Regions from separate parts of the Gossypium hirsutum genome. Here region 1 is linked to region 2. A link is a contact called in public Hi-C data. All regions are on one chromosome and are shown on one strand. Each heading gives the region's core, a stretch centred on a gene start, on an enhancer-like site or on the middle of the called end of the contact. The rest is flanking DNA. Distances are from core to core; before and after follow the strand shown.

The links. A called contact is a pair of places that touch in the nucleus more often than the background predicts.
Region 1: a Hi-C map of leaf shows a contact between it and region 2, with 2.2 times the contacts expected there. The contact joins the promoter of LOC107912790 here to the promoter of LOC107912781 in region 2. A contact is called at or near these places in 2 of 34 Hi-C or Micro-C datasets (both in leaf).

Annotation. Positions count from the first base shown.
Region 1 is chrA09:65,220,282-65,225,654 of Gossypium_hirsutum_v2.1, reverse strand. It overlaps LOC107912790, which reads right to left and starts at 1,499. Exons shown (of 1, transcript XM_016841117.2): 1 at 1-1,499. The coding sequence starts at 1,112. The coding sequence ends at 222.
Region 2 is chrA09:64,599,235-64,604,524 of Gossypium_hirsutum_v2.1, reverse strand. It overlaps LOC107912781 (histone deacetylase HDT1), which reads left to right and starts at 3,684. Exons shown (of 10, transcript XM_016841107.2): 1 at 3,684-3,853; 2 at 4,262-4,332; 3 at 4,411-4,622; 4 at 4,747-4,763; 5 at 4,845-4,898; 6 at 4,992-5,152. The coding sequence starts at 3,841.

The DNA of each region.
Region 1 (5,373 bases), core at 250-2,749, 620 kb before region 2:
AACCAACTTTTAGTTAAAGCTACACTCCACATTCTGCAACACAGAAACTAAAATATTCTGCAGCTCAAGTTATTTTCTTTTCTCTTATGATCAAAGAATTCAAGTATCTATTCCTTTCAAGGAAAGGGGGGAAAAATTGAGATGAAAAAGGAAGAAATTTGGACAAAAAAACTGAAAATCTAAAACAAAATAAACAAACATGAACAAACTGATCCGTTTCTTTATGTGTTCTTACAGGCATGAATCAACAAGGAGAATTCAACTCTGTCTTGGTCTTTCTGCACCAACTTCTCCTCCAACCAAAGCCGGCTATCCAAACCACTTCTTGTCCTAAATAAGAACACAGCTGAACCAGTAACAGGATTGAAGAACCAGTCATAGGCATCCCACATCAGATCAACTAACAATCCATCAACAAATATCGTCTGGTTTCCTCTAAAATTCCATTGCAGCCTCTTTACTCGAATCACCGTCTTCTTATCGATACAAACCGATAAAACCGGGTACTTCAGGCCTTCATGTTCACCACTGCATCTGATTAGAATATCATGTACAATGCCTGTATCACAGAATTGAGCCTTCGTGGAATACAGCGTAGTGCCAGAACAATGTTCTTGCCTGGAAATGAGGGAGACTTTAGCAACTGGGGTTGCATTTTTGAACTTCTTGGTGACCGTTTCTTCAGCCATATCGCCTAAAACAAGGCCTATCTCGGAATCAACCATGACTAAAACATAGAACCCATCAACAGGTTCGGGTCCCGTATCATACTTAGCATGGAAGAGGACTTCGATCTTGGAATGATCGGATTCGATCACTTTGTTGCCTTTCTTCTTCCTGAAGAATCTCAAGTTGGTGTTGAGCTTGAAAGATGTGGAAGGGTCATCACCGATGTTAATGCTTAGGCCTTGACCGGTGTGGTTCTTGCACCAAGTGACTCGGATCAAAAGCTGCTTCTGGGTTGAAAGAATGAGCCTGTAAACACCCGTGACTGCATTTTGGACTGATGGGGCTAGGCTTGGAGCGATGCAAGCATTGCTCGAATAGCTGGAACATGAAGAATGTGAAACATTTACTGCGTTCTCACTGAAACAAGAAACAATGTCTCTCATTGTATATATCGAAAACTGCAAAAGAAAAAAATGGGTTCCGATTTCGAGAGGAAAGATCTAAAGCTTTGGAGAGATTTATGTAAAGAAGAAATTTATATTATGGAAATAAGAGGAAGACAGGCAGCAGCAGCAAGGAAATTTAGGTCCATATGCATGTGTATTAAATAAATATGAATCTCTCTATTTGACCCTTTTATATAATCTACAATAATATAATCAAAGTAAAGAAGCAGGAGAGTGATGCAAGAGAAACTTCAAGCTTGCTTTGCCAGTTCATCACATATATTAAAAATTGCTAAAGAAGAAATGAAAAAGGCAGAAAGTGAAGTTGGACCTGGTCTGAAATACCACCAATCTTCTTGTGCTTTTAATTCCTTACCCTTGGCTTCTGTGATTATCAATACTTAATAAAATTCCAGTTACATATATTTAAAAATAACCACAAAATTATAAAAAAGTTTATTTCAAATTTTCAAAATAAAAGTTTACAATTTAGGCACTTATGTTACTCAATTCGATCATTTTATTCACTCTCATTAAAATTATAAATGGTAAACTGACATAAATTTTTCTCGCAATATCATCTATTTCTTCAAAAAATACAAAAAACAAAATTAATATATCATTTTCCCAAAATGGTGATTTCTCAATTTTGGTTCGGCAACTAAACAATCTTCTTTTATCATAATAGAATTTAATGAATAATAATGACATGGATTTTACATGGAAAATCAAAATTTAAAAGAAAAATTTATGTTAGCTTGACATTTATGATTTTAACGGGAGTAATTAAAATAATCAAATTATGTAAGGTGAGTAATTAAATTGTAAATTTTTTCTTGTAGGTGTCTAAAATATTTTATTTATTATTATAATTGAGTGGCTATCTATTTACTGAAATAAGAAAGATATTTTAACTATAACTATATCACTATTCTAATTAAAATTAATTATGATAAAATTAAAGAAAAAACAAATTTACATAAAATAAAAATGAGATTTAAAAGTTTAGGAAGATAAATAGGGGAGGTGGTAAGAGTGAAAATAAAGTTTAGGGGAGAGTGAAAGGCAAGGAGGCTGTGGAAAGATAGCATGCTGGTAATATGGAAAAGGAAATTGTGTAATTCTGATATAATGCATTTAATAGGCAAAAAAAAAATATAAATAAGGAAATTAAATTTGTATGGGTTTTTAAAATTGAAAGTAGATTTTGTACTAAAAATAATATTTGATGTGGGATTGATAGATCCACAAAATGAGTAGTAAATTTAGGGTTAATGCATGATGAAAAAACTCTATCCCTTTAGTTATTGTCCCTCTAGATTATAAATTAAAATACTTAACTAACTGTGTGACTATTTTTAATTAAAGCTGTAGCTGTAACATCCTTTAATATCAGAGAAATACAAAAATAAATAAAAAGCATGTGGTTACAGTTAAGAAGCAACATTGAAATCAATGCACAAGCACCCATGAAGTTAGGGCTTTGGCTTTTAGGTGAAGACTCAACACTCTTTCTCCTCTAATTCCCCACTCATACACTAAAACATCTTTTTACCTTCTAATATACAATTAAATATTTTAGAATTAAAAAAATTATCACCCCATCTATTGAATCTTAATAACTCTAGTACTTAAAAAGGCTAAAAATAAAGCTTTGTTGAAATATGGATTAAAGTAGATGCAAATAGCCAAATGGAAATAACCTATAATTTGAGTGCTTTAAAAAGTAAAAGAAATGAAAAGGGAGGTCAGAGACAAAGGGCTGTTTAGAACATGCATTTGGGTTTTATGTTATCATTAGGTTCTTAAACAAACATATTTATTTGTTGTAATGAAAGACAAAAGTGTTTTTCTTAAAAAAGAATGGGTTTATAGATACATCTTGCATTGAATAAGAAATAAGAAATTGTCATGAAAATATAGAACAATTCAACAAAATGTTTTTTTTTTGTTAAGTAGTTAGGTTCAAAGTTTGAGGATTAATTAAGAGGGGGGGGGGGGGGGGGGCATGCCATACTTTGTGGTTATGGACCCCAAGAAACGGAGCGGCCTTAGGTCATCTTCCCCATTTTGCGCAAATAAATGAATACTGAATCTGCTCAAGAAATAGAAACAAAGGTTAATTGTTTTTTCTTTAGAATGGATTTCATATTTGATACGCTATTCTTACAGTATAAAACAACATTTTAAACTTAAATCATCAACTAATATGTTTGGAAAATTATATAAAAAAAATTGAATGTAACTATTTATAATTCTTACATTTTCTTAAAAATTAAAGAGTGTAATTGAATTGCTCCAATTATACTTAATTTTGTGAAACTCACTAATTACAGTGACCATCTAAACATACCATGCATGTATAATTATAAATAATTACACCCAAATTCAATTACTAATTATTTTTTCGTATCCACCCTATATTTCAATCAAAACTAAAACTTTAAAATATAGAAGAATACCTTCTATTACTTAAGCAATCTTACAATTGTAGGAGCTGCAATAGAGATAGAGAGGTCAATTGACCCCAATTTTGTAAAAGAATAATTTTTGTAACCCCTAACCCTTTTTCGTTGCCGAAACAAGATTATAGAGCATTATTAGACTTTTCAGATCAAAAACAGACATTACATATTATTTAACATACATGTCATAAATCAATCATATTGTCCTTTATATATGTCCTTGAGGCCCAAAATATATGTTAGAAATAAATTGGGACTAAACCGGGTACTCAGAAATTTTTTCCGAAAATATCAAAAAAATTTTAAAAAATAGAGGACACACACTCGTGTGACCAGGCTGTGTGTCTCACACGATCAAGAGACATGCCCGTGTCTCAGGCCATGTGAACATTCGAAATAGGGACACACAGCCGTGTCCTAACCCGTGTCCAAATTTAGGTGCTTACTGACTTGAGTCACACGGCCAAGCTACACGCCTATGTGCTAGGCCGTGTGAGCATATTGACTTGCAATATTAAGATGCAGGGATCAAACAGCCAAGTCACACACCCGTGTGCTAGGCCGTGTGTCACACACGGTTGAGACACACATCCGTGTCTCTGCACGTATAAAAATAGCTGAGAATTCTGTTTTGAAATTTTAAAGTTGCAAGGAACACAGGTCAAACCACACGCCCATGGGTTAGCCGTGTGGACTCAAAATGAACCTTAAACATCAAGTTTACCATTCCCTACAATCTTGAATACTAAACAACTCAAAATCAATTGTTCAACCAATTTGAAACAAAATCAAATATCTTCAAAACTTGTCAAAATAATCAACCTAGATGTCTAACCAATGTACCCTCATAGGTATCACAATCATATTATCAAAACATATTAATTTAAACATCATTCAAATCAAATTTGTAAAGATACCAAATTCAACCTAATTTTGCCTATATCATGTTCATTTATGCAATAATTTTAAACATTCCATATTATAACCTTAATATAACACATACTTATACATATAACCAACCAATATTAACTTATAATCTTATTTACAGTCAATCCATGAAATAGTTAACAATTAGATGCCCTAGGTATATACCGACAGAAAAAGGAATAACATCACCACATTTGAGTTCTGGACCGTTGTTGGATACTGAATCGGCAGTCAAACCTTAAATACTTAACCTGCACACGAAAAACAAAACCGTACGCTGAGTATAAACTCAATGGTATTTCTATAATCCAAATATTTAAAAGTAAGATAATCATACGGTCATAACATACTCAATTCTCATCATTTGCTATCTCAAATAGCTTTTCACGATATGATACACAATTTATATGTTCATTTCCATTTAATTACCCCTATTATCTTACTTTTAAATATCACTTCATTTAATTACCCCAATTAACATGATTTGGACTTGGACGGATACACAAATCCAACCAAAATACACCAGTTTCGTAACTAGCACCTTATCGGATAATTCGAAGCAATAAGTTGTCATCCAGTGTCTTATCGGCTAAACCGAAGTCAATTGGCACCCAGTGCCTCATCGAATTAATCCGAAGTAATAAATTAACACTCAGAGTCTCATTGACTCGAAGTCAAAGTAATCCCTGAACTCTTCCAATCCTATGGCATACCATCTATATCCGACTCAGCCCGATACAGTTAATAGGGTTTCTATTCACAATTCAAATGCAACAATATCCAATATTCAAATTTCACATTATTCACATATTCATATAATTTAAATTAAATATCAAAATGCTAAATACTCACCTCAATCACTTACC
Region 2 (5,290 bases), core at 2,435-4,934:
GATTAGATCATGTTTTAAGCAATTCAAAATCATGCTCTTTGTATGTGGCTATTTAGCCGAAAATGATAATGCTTGATAAGTGACTTATGTTTGAATTCTAGTTATGAAAATGGAATATAGATGTGTCATGATTTATTGATATGTGCATGGATATTCGGATGATAACCGGGCTAAGTCCCGAAGGCATTTGTGCGAGTTACTATATCCGGGCTAAGTCCCGAAGGCATTTGAGCAAGTAGTTATATTCGGCTAAATCCCGAAGATGCTTGGGTTTGGAAGTGAGCAAGCTTGCTGTAAATTTCCAATTAAGACGCTCATAAAATCCAAACGATGAGGTATGTTTCGTATATGCATCGGAAAAGTCGATCCGTTTTAAATAGTATTCGTTCAATTGATTAACGAATTTTCGGCCTTTAGTTAGGTTTGATACCTTGTGAATGAATATATGGATTGAAGCGTGAAGTAAGTATGATTATGAGAATGTGCATATATGAAGTTATCCAGTTAGCCATATGAATGTTATACCTTAGCCGAAACTAATTACATTATTCAAAACTTACTAAGCATTAAATGCTTACTCCGTTTCTTTGATTCTTTGTTTTATAGATTTTGGTTCGTCAGCTATCGGACTCGGGAGTGTCAAAGTCAAAGTCGTCCACACTATCAAAGCCCCTTTTGGTACTCTTTTAGTTGAACTCTGATAATGGCATGTATAGGAGTGCCCTTGTGTTATTAGTCAAGTACTTTGGTGTTGTATATATTTGGATAGCCATGCGAAAATGGCTTATATATTTTGAGCATAGTGTTATAATCATCTTGTATGTATATGGTTATTGTGAGGTGTGGATATGCTTGGCAATGATTGGCCATTGGATTGGTTAATCATGATCATATTTTTGTGCTATATATGCTAAAAGGGCTAGTTGAATCATGGAAACTATGAAATAGGTAAAGTCCACCTTAAAAACAGATGCTGACAGCAGCAGTGGTGTGGATTTGAAAAATCACTAAAAATAGTAAGAATGGAATTAAATAGTGAATAAATTATGTAATAGAACCTTGATGAATCTACTTTCATATGGGATAAACGAAACGATCATATGAGTCCTATTTTAAGAGATATTTAAGTTTTAGTAAAACAGGGCTAGAGCAATTTCTGGATCCCCTGATCTGACTTTGGAAATTCATTATAAATTAACCAGAGATAATTAGAAGTCATGTCTTATATGTATAGATTCCTTTTCGAGTCTAGTTTCTTTAGAAACAAACGGCATAAGTATTGAAGCCCTGTACAGGGAGATATCCAAGTCGTAATGCACGAAGGTCAGAATGGTCAAACCCTGTAACAGGGGAGACTTTAACTAATAAACTGTACTAATTGGCCCGACCAAAAATTCTAGAAAAAATTTTGTGGATGGATATATGAGTCTAGTTTCAGGGAAAATTTACAGAATCAGTTTTCGAGTTTTGGAACTCGAGATATGATTTTTAAAGTGACTGTGATGCAGTTAACCAGCTTGTCTGGAATTTTAAAGTGAACTGTGTTAATAAATGAAATAAGTCTGTTAACACCTCGTGTTCGACTCCGGCAACGGTCTTGGGTATGGGGCGTTACAATTTTATATACAATTGGACTAAGGAAACGCAACATTTGTGGGAGTAATTCGTGATGATAATGGAGAGTTGATCTCTGGGCATAACCGATATATCGGGAAGTGCTCGATTTTTTATACCGAACTTTGGACCATTTTGGAGGGCCTCTAGCTTATCTAACGCAGAGGTCATGACAAGGTCATAATCTAATATGACAGCTTGGAGGTCATTAAAACTATCTAAGGAAGTGTTTCCATCACATCGAACTTCTTTGATTAGAAGAATTCAAAACATCTTGGCACAAGAAAAACAATGGCTCTTACATTACATGCTTAGAGAGCAAAATTAAGCTACGAATTGCTTAGCCAAACTAACTTTGGTAAAAAAGAAAAATTGTAAAATTTTGACCTCCTTTCTACGATAGTACTAGATCTCCTACAAACAGATAAGGCAAAGGGTTTTCTTTTCAAAGTACTTCTATGTAATTAGTTAGATAATGTTTTACTTTCACAAAAAAAAAAAGAAGAAGGGAATTTGAATAGCACGATTGGTTATTTAAATTGGAATAGAACAAGAATTGAATAGTCTATTAGGTGGGAATGGAATACAATAATAACATAATATTATATTGTTTGGTTTGATAGAGTAATGATAAGGAATATACAAGGAATAGATTGCAAATGAAAATTTTACTCTTAGATAAAAAATTGTTTATTTATATTATTAAAAACTAATTAAATTATATTTTATAATAAAATAAAAAATTAAAAATATAATTATTTGTGGAATAGTTTACTATTTAATTTTAAAAAATTATATTTAAAATAATAGGTAAAATAACACAAAACATGATTAGCAATATAATAATTACTAATCTATAGAATTTTAATTTTAATATAATAGTCCCTAATACTTTTAAAAATTTAAAATTTAATTCCTTTACTTACATCAAATCCTAAAATAATACTAATGTTTGTACATACGAACCTTAAATATATCATTCCTATTATAAATTCTTGTAAATATATTACTACGTATTGAAATTTCTTGTAATTAAAAAATATAATTCTTACGTAAGAATTGCTTTCATGTAATAAATGCAATTTCAGTTCACTTAGAAATATTATTACGAAATTTATATTTTCTAAATCAACAAGTTTGGTATATTGGCCGTGAATTATTTAACTCCCTTTGAAATTTTATCACATATTTTATTTTTATTTTTTAAATTTCGAGATAAATTTTAAGACTTTATTCAATGTGTGATTTGATATATGAATTTTAATTTAATATAATTATATACATGTAACTTCGATTGTGGTTCAAATACATACATGAAACTTTAATTTTGATTCAGTCATACACATTTAAAGAAATAAATAATCAAATTTATTTTTATATTGGATAAATATAATTATATGTGTATGCAATATATAAACATAAAATAATGCTATATCAATAATTGTATTAATGATTTGTGAGAATTTGATCAAATCAAAATTTCGTGTATAAATTTACACATTAAATCATAATTTATGTATAGTTTTGAAATTTATCCCTTAAATTTTTAAATGCAATTTAAGGTCACATATCAAAATCTTAACTTTACTTGTGGAGTGAAAATTTGCTGAGGTGTCGGTCATTGAACGCGGCCAATTTTTTTTACCCAAATATTTTTTTGAACAATTTCATTATAAGTTCTAATATTTTTTTTACACAATGCCTAAAATCCATAACTCCTCCCAACCTATAAATAAGAGGATAATGTGTTTTAGTACATTTGAACTCACATCCTTCTGTATTGACAACAATACCCATACTAATCAAGCTAAAACTCAATTAATTTTTTTAAAACCCCAATTTTAAGTGCCAAACAACCTAGATAAAAGAGTGATATTGATATGGAGATATGAGGCCTAGTCTTTAGGTATTTGTAGATAGTTTTAGTGATGGGCTTATTATGGGCTTTACAAAACATATGGGTTGATCATAATTGGGTCAGTCCGAAAAGGAAGCCTTCACAAACAAATCCTTGAATATTGAAAAGAAATAATTTTTTTTTTAAAAACCCTAGAAATAAAATAAGCGGCAACTATCATATAAATTCATTTCGATTGCCATTCAATTCCACTCTCTTCTTTGGAAGGCGTGTTTTTACTCTCACCTTCTCCCACTCCTCGTAAAACCCTAGTTCTCAGACGCCACTAAAACCTTAGTCCTCTCACTCGTCTTTCATCATCCTCATCAATGGAGTTCTGGGGTAACCCATTCTTTCTTTTACTTATCTCTCTTCGATTTTATGTTTATGTTTCTTTTACTTTTTGAAGCTTTGATTTTTTTTTTAAAAAATTCTAATGAAATGATGCTAGCTTTCCCTTGGGTTTTATTTGAACTTCTCTCTTTCAATGGGAAGCTTGTTTTTGTGGCCGTGTTTGATTGGGTTTTGGGTTTACTGTTGTCAACGCTAATAGCATCAGTTGCTGGTTTCATTATTTGAGATTTATCAGTATGATTTGACACATGGTAATTATTTTGTCATTGGATGGTAGCTTGTTGAAAATGATTATATGCAAATTATATTTTTCAGGATTATACTTGAGACATGGACATATTGTTTTTATTTCAAATTGGGTTAATCAAATTGGATCATCTTTTATGCTACTATTAGGTATTGAAGTTAAAGCTGGACAGCCTATTAAAACGGACCCTGGTGCCAGTCATGTCATCCATCTTTCCCAGGTTGGAAACTGTCTAACTTGATGTTGTTATCTATTGTTGTTTGTCTAAAATCATCTGCTTTGTTGCCTTATGTTTTAGGCAACACTTGGTGAGTCAAAGAACAAAGCAGAGTCGGTTCCTCTCTATGTGAATGTTAATGGGAAGAAACTCGTTCTCGGAACACTTTCCCACCAGAATTGCCCGCAATTGTGTTTTGATTTAGTATTTGAGCAAGGCTTTGAGCTCTCTCACAACTGGAAAAATGGGAGCGTCTATTTCCTTGGTTACAGAACTTTTGTCCCAGAGGAAGGATATCCTTTTATCAATAGCAATTATTTTGTTTTTCTTTTTTGTAATAACCAAACTTATTTTTTTAATGTGAATTTTGCCTGTGAAATCTTGTGCTTCCTTGACTTCTATGCTGTTTTCTGTCACCTCTGATGATGAATTTGGTGAGTAATGGAATATATCTTTTGCCTAATTGCAAATTGCTTTAATCAAGTTTTTCTCATGCATATTATTCTTATATACAGATAGTGAGGAAGAAAGTAGCGAGGATGAGGAACTTCCTGTGGCTGCTGAAAACGGTTAGTTCTCTTTGTGTACTGGAATTTAGTATCAATAATTGAAGATTCTACTAATTTGCACTTTCAACCTGCAAACATTTTCTTCCATTACAGGAAAAGCTAAGACAGATGCAAAAACGGCTAATGCTGGGAAACCTGATGCTGTAAAACAAGCTGTCAAGATAACTGAACCAAGTGATAACAAGAAAAATGAGGACGATGATGATGATAGTGATTCCGAGGATGGAAGTGGTTCTGATGATGAAGATGAAGAGGTCCTTTTCTCAAAACTAAGCAAAACCATAATTTCATATTGAATGTTTTTCCTTTGTTCTGAGTGGTGTTTTGTTTGATATGACTTTAATTTTATTGTCAATGACTTCAGTTTGATAATTTTTAAGGATTTGTTTTTC